Regions from separate parts of the Mus musculus genome. Here region 2 is linked to region 1. Evidence: chromatin contacts called from public HiChIP or PLAC-seq data. All regions are on one chromosome and are shown on one strand. Each heading gives the region's core, a stretch centred on a gene start, on an enhancer-like site or on the middle of the called end of the contact. The rest is flanking DNA. Distances are from core to core; before and after follow the strand shown.

Region 1 (6,677 bases), core at 2,206-4,705:
GGGTCTCCCAAGCGCTGTTAAGTGAAACTTCCCCAAGCCAGCTTTTAAAAGTCATAAAGCCCTGACCCAGAATTGTTCCTGTCTAAAAGAACTGCAGGGACATAAATGAAGAAGAGACTGAAGGAAAGATGGTCGGTCCAGTGACCAGCCCAACTTGGGATCCATCTCAAGGGGAGGCTCCAAGGCCTGACACTATTACTGATGCTATAGTGTGCTTACAGACAGGAGCCTAGCATGGCTGTCCTGTGAGAAGCCCAACAAGCGACTGAATGAGATAAAAGCAGATACTTACACCTGTGCTTGAATTAGGGAAAGCCTGAAAGAAGCTGAGGAGGAGGGCAACCCCATCGGAAGACCAGCAGTCTCAACTAACCTGGATCCCTGAGATCTCTCAGATACTGTGCCACCAACCAGGCTGCATACAGGAGCTGGTCCAAGGTCTGAGGTCTCAGACACATCTACAGCAGAGGTTTGCCTGGTCTGGCCTTAGTGGGAGAAGATGTGCCTAACCTTCCAGAGACTTGAGGCCCCAGGGAGTGAGGAGGCCTGGTGGGAGGAGGTGGGGCACACCCTCTTGGAGACAGGGGTTAAGAGGAGTGAGATAAAGAACTGTGAAAGGGCAGACCAGGATGGGGCAATGACTGGACTGTAAAAAATAAAAGTAATAAAAATGAAATAATATAACAACAATAATAATATCGTATTTTTTAAAAGTCATAAGGCCCTTCTAGTGTTTATTCAGAGACACTTTATCTATTCTTTCCCCTGGGGGGGGGGGACTGTTGCTTTTTTTTTTTTTTTCATGCTTAATAGCCCAACACAAATCACTAGTCAGTGCTAAGGCTGACAAGCCCAGGAAAGGACGGTCCATCCAGCAGCCAGGAAAACCAAAGTGCCTGTGCCATAGTAAACCAAGGGCCCAGGATTGGAAACATCTGTTGACCACTCTGCTCCCGACCTGTCAGTGTTTTGAAATGAATGATTAAAAACCAATGAGTCCTTCTTGGGTAGCAAGATGCTACATGCGAAGACCATCACTCATTCAAGTTGATGTCTTAGTTCCACAGGGAAAGGGCAAAACGGATGGAGGACCAGTGATTTATCGCCATCACCAAGCGATTCAAATATGCCAACATAGGCTGTAAAGATAAAACATCATCTTTTTCAAAGACAGGTCAGTGGAGAAAACAGCAAGACCACTAGGAGACTATTAGGTCTTGATAGTTTGCCCACCAGCACATAAGGGTTGTATTTGGGTTTTTGTAGCATGCACATATGCTACCTTAGGCATGACTCTTATAGTCTGAACAAATTATGAGCTCACCATCTTCTTCTGCTCCTACTCACCTCTCTACTGATTCATTGGTATCTGGATTCTTTTGCCAGTCAGAGCCCACTGTAAAAATCCCAACATCGGTGGCACCAAATGAGTCAATGACTGTTCATGCCACAAGGACTCCAAGCGCAAGGACAAAAATTACAAGATGTAATCCCTCGATTCAGTTTGTTTCCTTGGCCTGTTCCTCCACAGAAGGGGACTGTGCACTTGCAGAGTGGCAGGATGCTGTCAGAGGCGTCTATCTGTACAATGTAGAGCACTCTGGATCCAGGAACCAAAGGACAGCAGCTGCCCCCTCCAACACTAAATACATAACACATTCACTTCCATAATTATTCGTGTGTGTGTGTGTGTGTGTGTGTGTGTGTGCATACATAGTCACACCATGCATTTCTAAACTTCTTTTTCATTATTATTAGATACTTTCTTTATTTACATTTCAAATGTAATCCCCTTTCCTAGTTTCCCCTCTGAAAATCCCCTTCCTCCTCCCCCTGCTCACCAACCCACCCAATCCCACTTCCTGGCCCTGACATTCCCCTATATTGGGGCATAGAACCTTCACAGGACCAAGGGCCTCTCCTCCCATTGATGACCGACTAGGTCATCCTCTGCTACATATGCAACTACAGCCATGAGTCCTATACCATGTGTTTTCTTTGATTGGTAGTTTAGTCCCAGGGAGCTCTGGGGGTACTCGTTAGTTAATATTGTTGTTGCTCCTATGGGGCTGCAAAACCCTTCTCCTCCTTCTTTCTCTAGCTCCTTCATTGGGGACACTGTGCTCAGTCCACTGTATGGCTGTGAGCATCTGCTTCTGTATTTGTCAGGCACTGGCAGAGCCTCTCAGGAGACAGCTATAAAAGAAGACTAAAGTTTAGATACTTCGATCCTTCTTAGAAGGAGGAATAAAATACCCATGGAAGGAATTACAGAGACAAAATTCAGAGCAGAGACTGGAGGAACAACCAACCAGAGACTGCCACATCTGGGGATCCATCCCATAAACAACCACCAAACCCAGACACTATTGCAGATGCCAACAAGTGCATTTCTAAACTTCTACGCATCATGTTGTTTCTTCTGTCTTGACCCAAGTACCCAAAGTCCTTCCCTCTCCAGATTTTGTTTCCCACATTCCTCCCACCTTTCAAAAGAAAGAAGAAATATGTAAGACTTGGTAACCTGTTCCAAGACAAACAGAATTTGTTAGATTAAGAATGGATAAGTGTCCTGATCCCTACCATCTGAAAAGATAAAAGCAATGTAATGAACTAATTAAGGTAATTCACGGTAAATCTGGGTAGGAGTAATTGAACAAGAAAAAGGAGAACTAACCCCCAGTCTCTGCCTTCTGCCTAACTCTCACTCACACAAGACAAGAAGTTTAGACTCAAGAGTCCTTGTATCAAAGGATGGTGACTCTGGGGATGGTGGAGGACCTAGGAAAACCTGCCTTCTGACTATGACTTAAAAAATGACTGTAGCAGCTTCCTTCTTCTAGTGACATATTAGTGTCTAATGCTCACATTCTCCATGAGCGAGGCAAATCAAAACCAAAGGAAAGGATAAAACCTCCTGATGCCTCCAGTTCAAAATGCCTGGGTCTCCTTTTCTTGAATCAAGTTATCCAAAAACCCATCCTATCTTTGGGGCAAATGTCTTAAGATTCCATTTTATTTGACTACTGGAAAAAATGTTCTTTTCATTATTTTACTAAATGTGGCCTCCCCTCCTATAAAAAAAAATGACAATAAAATTTGACTTTCTAAGTCTGGGGATACAGCAAATAATATGGCCACTGGGAGCTTGCATATAAAATTCTGGAGGGAACAAAAAAAAAGTTTCTCTCTTGTCTTTCACTTTATAAAAAGCTTTCTCTTGGTGAAATGTCATTGTTCCCTTCAGGACAAAAATACTTAGGGGAAGCACAAGTGCTCTTGAAATGATGAAAATAAAAACTATCATTCTTTCTTGGGATTCTTGGTACTGTCATTAAGCTGAATGACTTAATTGTAAGTGAAGAAACCGGTATGTTCTCTTGAGGTATTTTCCGTTCCTCTCTTAGCATGGGCCTTTGGCTTTGACGTCACTAACAGTCAGTGAGAGTCAAGACAGACTGTGGTCAAGCAAAACCACGGCTAGAGGAAAGCCCACCGATGTGGCTCCTTCTGCCGCTGTCATTTGCTGCTGGCATGTTTCATCACACTCTATTGCGTAAGGGGTGGTCCGGCCCGGCTATTCCTGGAAAACCAACGCACCACAGCGTGCGGCAGCTCCCCCTGGAAGCCATCCACAACTAAAGCCTGCTCACAGTATTTATGTAGGGCTGTAAGACAGCTCGCTCCTTGAATGAAAATCCATTTTCAAGCTGGATGCATTTGTGGAGATGCTGGGGCAAAGATGACTTCCTTGTGTTGTTTATCCCTCTGCACACAGGAACTCTGCTTTCTATAAATCATCCTGTGGAAATGGAAATTGAGGCTCACCAGCTAATTAAAACATTATTTATGGGAGCTTTAGATTAAGTATAGAAAGGGGGAAAAAAAACCAACCACATGAGAACTACTTCATCGTTGTTCTATGGGAGTCTGTGTATGTCTCTGTACATGTGCAAAAATTCACTCCTCATTAACGTCTCTAAAAGCGTGAAAAGAAGACGTGGGATTAACTCATCCTCGAAATCATCTTCATATCCAGTGTCATCAAGTCCTAGACATGACTCTCTTAAGTAGAATGAGAAGTATCAAAAAAGAAAGTGTATGAGCACCAAAATACCCACCACCCAACTTTAAACATAAAGTGTGAGCTGGGGAGAGGTTTGGGGTAAAATGCTTGCCATACAAACACGAAGACATAAGTTCAAATCCCTAGTGCCCATTTAAATGCCTGGGAATGGCAGGACACATATAGAACCTTACCACTTAGTGTAGGTTCTCTACAGCGCTCTCGAGACTTCCAGTCTATGTTCAGTGAGAGACCTTGCCTTAAAAATAAAGTGGACAGTGTACTTATGTATAATAATAAATAAATCTTTGAAAAAATAAAGTGGAGAAACACTCAGCGTTGATCTCCGGTTTCCACAGGAAGATCACAGGCACATATGTGTACCTCCATCTACATGCTCAAGGCACTTACCTTCCTATTCCCACACAAACACATGCATATATAATAGACATACATATATAATATTATATATTTGTATATGTATTATATATGGTAGAAGCATACATACACACATAGATGTACACATACACAATTATACACAAGACAAATGAAGCAATAATAAAAGATTTTAAGCTTCAAAATGCCTGTGATGGCAAATCTTGCCCATCAATTTGAAAATATCTAGAATCCACTAAGACCATTCAGGCTTGGCATACTTGTAAGGGCTTTTTTCCTTGATTGGTTTATCTAAGGTAGGAAGACTCCCCCTGATTCTGGATCGCTTGTGGTCAGAAGATCCACTCTAAACCTAGGCCATGCCTTCTGATAGCAGCCCACATAAAAGAACATGGAAGAAGGAAGGTTTTATAGTTTGTCTGCTTACCTTCACTCTTCCTGCCAAAGGCATCAGTCCTGCTGCTAAGGCATCCCTTTGCTGGTGTTAGAACTCACTTCTTCAGAATTTCAGTATAGACAGGAAACCCCCTGAGACATCTGGCTTCATGGACTGAACAAGTACTAGATTCTTGGCCTTTTTATCAGGAGACAGCTATTCCTAAACTAGGCAGACCATATCCTGTAAACAATAAATCTCCATTTGATAGAGAGAGAGACAGAGAGGCAGAGAGAGAGAGAGAGAGACAGAGAGAGATACAGAGAGAGAGAGAGAAAGAGAGAGAGGCAGAGAGAGAGTCTTCCTATCAGTTCTTTTCCACTAAAGAACACTAATACAATGCATCTTAACAATTCCATCTCCTGTCTTCATGAAAAAATTAATCCAGAATGTGCTTCTTCTTATTCCGATGATGTTCTTTGTCACTTTGTCACCAATAGACTATACTACATGTAAGGGTTAAGTTCTCAACTTCTGTGTGACATTTTTATTCTGTACATGTTGTAATGATGTGGTGGTTTTACTTTTGGTTTGTTTGCTTTGAGCTCTGTGCTGCATTTGTGAGATCTGTCATAGGATCATGTCCTTACCACGAAATATCAGAATAATGAAATAAGTGGTGTACATGACTGATTTTAGTTCATTGTCTTCATCCTTATTACCGGTGCATTACTGCAGTCTCCTGGCAGTTCTTACTGTAACAAGGTTTTCTGGATCCCCACCCCTAGTCTCTTTGTATCCTAAAATAACTTGCTACCATGTCAGATGTGAACCTATGAACACGATGTTTAAAATACAAATGTGCGAAAAAAAAAAAATATCCAGGAGTCTCTATTCTGTACTACAAGTGCAAACATTCAGTCCTTACTTACAAACCATTGGGGTCATTCTCATGATCTTCAGTCCATGATGTAGATCTTTGTCAATTCAGTGCCCTGTCCCAACTCATCTCCATAGTTACCTTCTTCATCTTGCTGCATTTCTATCTGAGGGTCTGGCTGAAGGTCCACCTATACTACAGCAAACTAGGTGATTTATTATCCCAGATAATAATGAAAGGCAGAAACTGGTGAATAGACAGCCATGCTTCTCACTTACAGCAGAATTATTCTGATACATCCCACATGGCCTTTAGAATCTCTCAAATAGGCTAGTGGTTGACTCATCTTGTAAAGGCGCTTGCTACCAAGCCTGATAAAGCGGAGTTCAATCCGAATAACCCACACATATGTAAGGAGGGAGTTCTACATATTGTCTTCTGATCGCCACGTGTGTACTATCACACACACACACACACACACACACACACACACTAATTATACGAATAAAGTCTTGATGAACATACAGCCTGGTTGTTCATAGCAACCACATCTTCTGCAACCTAGCATTCACTGGTTTTCTTTTCTTCCCCTCTCACGTCTCTACTCTCCAGGTGAGCTTGGAGATCACCATCTGCAGCCAATTCTGGTAGCAATTGTCCAGAAAAGCAGGCCCTGAATCAAGGACCAAAGTACAATGGGAAAACTTGAATTTCCATCAAATGAGTTTTGGAAAGCAAGTGTATGCTATCAGCAGCCTAAGATTCCCAATTCATAAAGACGCGCTGGTAAGCCTGGGGATTAATTTTTCATGATCAGTAACAAAAATGTGTGTATCCCCGGATGTTCTGCAGAGCTAAGTGATCAGCACTGAATGGTATAAGGCTACACATGGGGTCAAATTTTGAAGTAGAACTAGCTGTACTTTGGACCTTGATTCAGGGTCTGCTATTTGGACAGC
Region 2 (6,677 bases), core at 2,484-4,983, 560 kb before region 1:
CCCTGCTTCCCAAATGCTGGGACTAAAGGTGTACCTCCACTGCCCGGCCACCAATAATTTTCTTAATTTCCAAAGTTAGAATGCAAATTCCATCTATTCTTAATCAAGGGTGTGGTCCAGCAACAAGATGTCACATTATTTAAAGAAATGGGTTTTCCTTCCCCAATAAGCTATCAAATAGCAATGGCTCCTCAACTAGTGGTAGGGTTTTTTGTCTCTCTCTCCCATCTTTGCTAAGATTTTGTCCATTGTGACTTTTGTACAGATCTTGTAATAGTTACTATGAGTTGGTAAGTTCAACTGCTCCACTGTACCCAAAACAACAAAACAAAGCAAACAATAACAAAACAAAACAGCCTCCTTGATGGTGACCTTTACTCTGACTCTCAGGTTTCCTCCATCTTGTCTGCAAAGATCCCTGAGCTTAAAGGGTTGTGAAATCCACATCCCATATAAGGCTGAGAATTTTATGTACAAGTACTGTGTTTACATTATTCCTCTCCATTTCTCTCCCTCCAACTCTTCTCATGCCCTCACTTCCTCTTAAATTCATGCCTTATTCTTTATGATTGGTAAATACATACCTACATGTATACTTACATACATACACACAAGCATTCACCTTCCACATATATATATATATATATCAATGGTATTTACTATGTATTTAGTGTTTAGGGCTGACCTCTTGGGATGCCTCTTTATGGAGAAGATGGGGTGTCTGTCTCCTAACCGTTTGTAAATCTTCATCTCAGGGTGTTGCCTTGTGAAATTTCTCCACACACGGTGGCTTGTCAGCTGGTGTTGTCATTATTAAACCTTATTTACCCAACCATATTATTGATATTTCATGGGTGTAGCATCCTTGTCATGTCTAGCAGCTAGTATCTGGCATACTATTCTCTGGCTTTTTATAATCTTCCTCCTGATCTCCTGAAAAAATAAAATAAAACCCTTACTAACCCATCTTGAACATTTATTACCTTTTAATATCAAAAGAGACCTCTAATCTAGTCATATTTTTGCTAATAAAACTCCAATTTCATTCACAGTATTTACTTATTATTTTCCAGTTTATGCAGAAAACTCTACATACTGGCATTTCTTCTTCCAGCTCCATCATGCACATGCATTAATGCCTTCATTTGAAAGTGAAAACATACTCATTTTACTCTCTCATTTCTAAATTAAGTTTAACCCAGAAAGTTAAAGCCTTTAAACACTCTCTTGTGGGGGGGGGGGGGGAAGCAGACAGACACACCAGGACCTTATTGGAAAGCCCAAAATACAATGTAGTAAGCTATAAAAAAGTATGTTTGGCAATATAAATGAAGCACAGCTCTCTGTATTAAGATGGGAAAAAATACATGAAAAAGAAAAGTGACATGTAACCTAGCCATTAAAGGCTGTGAGGTCAGAACTGGAAAGATGGCTCAGCACTTAAGAGTACTTCCTGGTGAAGACCTGAGTTCAGTTTCATTAACCCATGCTGGGTGACTCAGAGCCATTGGTAACTCCAGCTCCAGAGGATATGATGCCCTCTTCTGACCTCCACAATACTGTACTCATATGCATACATAGAGACACATGTACACATACACACAACTTAAAAAGAATACAAATAAATCACATTTTTAAAAAAGCCTGTGTAATGGTTAAAAAAAAAAAGCAACTTCAACAGAAGAACTGACTGACATGCAAAGACTCAGAGATCTCACAGTACCGAAGTCGGCACAGTGAGCTTCAGTTCAGTGTTTCCTAAATGTTCTTCTTTTCCAATGACACTAACCACTTTTTCTCTGTCCTTGTGGGTCTGCATGCAAACCTTTTGTGTGCTCTTAACACTATTTTACGTTGATTTCCATCTCCTTATGCAAACGTTCATGAGTGGCTTATTCTTGTATGTTGAGACATTTGGTTATCAACTATTGTGAATCAAGAATAAGCTGGTATTTTGGTTGCAGTATTGTGTGTACTTGAAGTTATAAGGATCCATATCTGAGAAACAGACATTTAACACACCTCCTGTTTCAGGTCTTTTATCTACTTCCTTGTCCCATATTCACAAACTCTACGCTTTTACAAAATCGACTTTCTGTGGCTTGGAATGGGGACAACATAGATGTTATTAACTTATTTTACATAGTATGCTGTTATGATGCTGTGTTCTGTTGACTATTATGCAACTACCAGTGGTCTTCCAGCCTTGGCTACTGTTTGGAGTACTTCAGATTACTTGTTTTTGTTTGTTCGTCTTTATTTGTTTTAACATACAGTGATTTATATCTTGCCCTTCATCATTGAGTTAAGATTCACATTTTGAAGGGAGCCTGAACATTGGTGGATACATATTTATGTACATGGAAATATGTTTGTACATGCATACCCACGTACATGTGATAGGTGTAAGGTATAGACGGGTCTGCATGAGTCTATTCGACAACTCAGGTTAGATGTCAGTGGCACACACTGTTTCAAAGGTGAGGACATAAGTTGAGGAGTCCCTGACATAGGGAGAACCTGACCACATAATTTGAGGCAAGGTTGAAGAGTGACCCTCTGGTACCTCACCAGAAACCCTGATTTATGCCTCCTTTACTGTCTCTGGTGAACCAATTCTATGCCCCTTTGAAACTGGATTATGGAATTCTCCTCGCTTCTATGATCCTTGGAGATATGGTATTTAAGTAAAAGAAGATAACACTCTATGACATTTTTCAGTGACTGCAATATCCCTTTTTCAGCTTAATGGAATATTTTGCAGAACCACAGTCTGTGTGCAACGCCCAGAGTGGAGGTATTCTGAGGTTAAGTCTACTTTTTAAAGAAAATTGCAAAGGTAGAAACCTATAGGGAAACTCTGCTGAAAGCAGAGACCTTGCTCAAAGTTCTAAATGTTGCATGGCTTTGCATAGCCTCAGTTGGAATGATTGGGCTGTTCACGATGCCACAGCGGACCGATTCTGCTGACAGCAAGCTCAAACAATGACAGCAGAAGGAGTCCCCCTCTTTCTAACTGCTTTATTTCATTATCATTATTTTAATTTTAAACTAAAAGAGAATTGTGAACTTCAAGCCTCAGGCGTGAATATGGAAATGAGAGCACAGCTTGAAGAAGTTGGCTTCCTCCTTCGATCATGTGGGGCTCTGCTATCAAACTCAGGACATCCATCAGACTTGATGACAACTACCTGCGTTTACTCAGCCTTCCCCTCTTCCCTCTTTTTTAAAACTTTAAAAGGAGATTGATTTGTGTTTATTTGTGTGGATGTGTGTACACAGGCATGTGTGCATATTACAGCATAAAGGTACAGGTAGAATGTAGCTTGTGGGGGTTCTCACTCTCCTGGATCCCCACATGAATCCCTGGGATCTTCGGATGATCAGACTTGGGCACAATTGCCCTTTATTTTCTCCCTCTCTCTTTTTTCTTTCTCCCCCTCCTCCTTTTCATTTTTATAGTCTGTTTGTTTATTATAAGTACCTTGAATGGAAAAGTCCCATGGAACCTCATTGTTTGATTCATGAGAATTTGGACAAGTCAGATTTTTTTCTCTAAATCTTACTGAATTATACCTGCTGTTCTTGTCCCTTTTCCTTCTTGGTACATTTCCTAGCATATCTCAAATCCAAGTAGTCTTTTTCATATTTTTTTTCTCGTCTTTACTTCTGTAGAGGTCATTGCTAAATGCCTCAAAAGCTCACAGTTTCTCAACATTATTTCCTCTCTGGTGCACAGTGGTGAAGAATGCTTCTTTTAAGTTCTTCCTTTACAAGAAAAGCTGGAAATTGTAAAATATCCTGTGGTCTTCTTTTTTCCTCCTTCAACAGGAGAAAATAGCCTCTCAGAGTAGTAGGAAGTTAACTGCTGCACTTTATATGAGCTGTCGTCTCATAGACACTGATATAAAGCAAAGAAGGACCAAGCAGAGGGAAAAACAGTTATGGAAAACATATATGCATAAGACCTGGATAATTTTTTGGCTTAGGACATTGCAATTATTGTTCTTAAGCATGAATATATCAGCGGCAATATTATGTGGCAATGGGTAACTTAAAAAAAAATCCAAGTCAATTTCTGGACATTTCTTCAGTTAGCTACTAAATGGTGCCTGAACACACACAGAAACTCCAGTCCTCAAGTAGACAGAAATAGACCAACAACGCATCAATGAGCACAGTTAACAAAGTACGAAGTGTGAGAGTTACAAATCCTAATAGAATGGAGATTGGATCTAAGTTGAGATGAAATAAAGAATCACCTCCAAAGAGAATAGAATGAAAAGCTTTCAGTTTTCACCAGTTCTAGCTAAGAGCACAGCTGCCACAAATGTGCTATTAGAAAGAAATATTATCTTCACAAAATGAAAGACTTTGGGAAACTTTTCAAGTTTTTTTAAAAATATTGAATATTTTACTTTTTTGTGAGTGTGACCCTATATATGTGTGGGTGTGTACATGCCATGGTGCATTCAAAGAACAGAGGACAACTGAACGAGGCAGTTCTCTCTATCCAGTTATTTCCTTTATTTGTCTATGGCCATGTGTGTGTGTGCGTGTGTGTGTGTGTGTGTGTGTCTATGTGTCTTTCTGTCTGTGTGTCTGTGTGTCTTTGTGTGTGTGTGTCTGTGTGTCTTTGTGTGTGTGTGTGTGTCTATCTGTCTGTCTGTCTGTCTTTGTCTGTGAATGTGGGCATGCCACAGTACATTTGGAGGCCAGAACTGAACTGATAGAGGCAGTTCTCTATTCAAGTTCTTATATTGATGAAAAAATCTATCCTCACCTTAAACACGCCACCTTGGTAGCACGCTGGGTCCATCCTTGTTCCCTTTGCAATCCAGTTATTTATAAATAAATAAATAAATAAATAAATAAATAAATAAATAGCATTCATCTTTCAACCACACCTGCCCACAATTTAATTTGAATCCCAATCCTCATTTTGGGGGGGCTCATGCTCTATAATTTGTTATTGTTCGAGGTGTACTTTTGTTCTCTAAATGTCTTTTTGAAACAGTTTATTTTTATTAATCCTTAGAGAAGTCTGTGTAACATTTCTTGATCACACTCATGCTCCCACTCCTCCCCTACCATGCTCCCTACCCCTTGGAGAATGCTGTCTCTTGCAATGTCTCCATCACCTCTTCTGCCAGGTTCCCTGAGCATGTGCTAGCTAAGAGGCTCTATCTGTGCATAAATAAGCAGACTGTCCTTGGAACTCTTCTTATATTTCTTTCAAGCATATCCACAAAATCCTAACATTTCCCTTCTTGAAATTCTTTCTGTTATATAGATATTTACACCCAAACATTCTGTCAACCACTGAAATCCAGTGGCATTTTATTTTAAAGTCCGTTTCATTCCCTTTCAGTTAATGGCACACTGTTTTTCTTGCTCAATTGTGTTTAGTCAAGTACGTATTCTCACAAATATATTGATGTTTTACAGGTAACTATCTTCATTCCAAATTACTCTCTTAATTTCTCAATTTTTGAAATTTTAAATCATTTGAAAATTTCACAAAATGTGTTTTGATTATCTACACCACCTTTATAACCCCTGCCACGTCCAATACCTTTCCCCACCCAAGCAACCCTGTGTTCTCTTTTAGAAACACATCAAGAACAATTTAAGCTACTGATATACTCTTGGGTGTGTAGATTTCCACTAGACTGTGATTGACTTAACAGGGACCACACTGTTAAATAAAACTGTCTGTCTGTCTGTCTGTCTGTCAGTCTGTCTGTCTGTCTCTTCCACTTCTTCCCCCTTATGCTTCCTGAGTTCCTGAACCTTTGGAGGAGGGGTATGATATCGATGTCCCATTTAGAGCTGAACATTCTGCAGTCTTTTGTTCTTTACTCCTTGATGTGTCATGGGGTATTTGTCCTAACTTCAATATATTGTAAGAAGACACTTCTCTGATGAGGATTAAATACACTAATCTTTGGGTATAACAATAAGTCAACAGAGGTCTGTTTAATAGCATGCATATTTAGCAGAATATTGTCCAACTCTCCCTTGGGACGTATGGCTTAGTCACAGGTTCTTGGCCCTAGTAATAGTGTCAGATATGAGATTCATCTTGTGTAGGCAAGCCTTAATGCTAATTGGAAATTGGTTAGATAGTTTTAGATAGTTTTGAAGTCATATGTGTGTGTGTGTGTGTGTGTGTGTGTGTGTGTGTGTGTGTGTGTATGAGAGAGAGAGAGAGAGAGAGAGAGAGAGAGAGATCACAAAATGGGTAAGAATTTTGAAGGTTTATATTTACATTGCTTGAGAGCCTACATTTAGTTATTTGTTAGTAACAGGCACATCTGTATACCTAGTAAAACTTAAAATAAAATCAATTCATTAATGATGAACTAAATGTACACAATCATTTAGATACAGCGATTCATAAAGCTGACTTTGGAGGTTTTCTTTAATAGAATAATTTCTACTCTGTAATTCCATAAACTAGTCTGTAACACTATTGAGTAATTATATTCCTTTCTTAAATAAGCACAATGAGACTTTTGTAAAGAATAGCTTCTGAGAAGGCCCTTCACATGGTTGTGCGCCAGACAGGAGGCTTTCTGCATACACTGGAGACACGGTCTCACAAGAAGCATGGTTTTGAAAACAGAAGTGAAAACTACTCGGATTATTTGTATCCCTGATTTAAAATAAATGGC

Evidence for each region. HiChIP or PLAC-seq counts read pairs in DNA pulled down with a chosen protein or histone mark.
Region 2: an H3K27ac HiChIP or PLAC-seq map of acute myeloid leukemia shows a contact between it and region 1, with 6 times the contacts expected there. The contact joins two enhancer-like sites. A contact is called at or near these places in 1 of 115 datasets of contacts at active chromatin or transcription factors (acute myeloid leukemia) and 1 of 9 other capture datasets (macrophages).

What each region holds. Positions count from the first base shown.
Region 1 is chr11:110,639,534-110,646,210 of GRCm38.p6, reverse strand. No RefSeq gene overlaps it. Among named protein-coding and RNA genes, the nearest start is that of Gm46300, 91 kb to the right of the region's middle. Within about 2 kb of position 3,455, at least 33 of the 459 cell types and tissues checked have an H3K27ac peak or open chromatin away from gene starts, as enhancers often do. A contact at or near this core is called in acute myeloid leukemia, where this site is marked.
Region 2 is chr11:111,197,772-111,204,448 of GRCm38.p6, reverse strand. No RefSeq gene overlaps it. Among named protein-coding and RNA genes, the nearest start is that of Kcnj2, 130 kb to the right of the region's middle. Within about 2 kb of position 3,733, at least 10 of the 459 cell types and tissues checked have an H3K27ac peak or open chromatin away from gene starts, as enhancers often do. A contact at or near this core is called in acute myeloid leukemia, where this site is marked.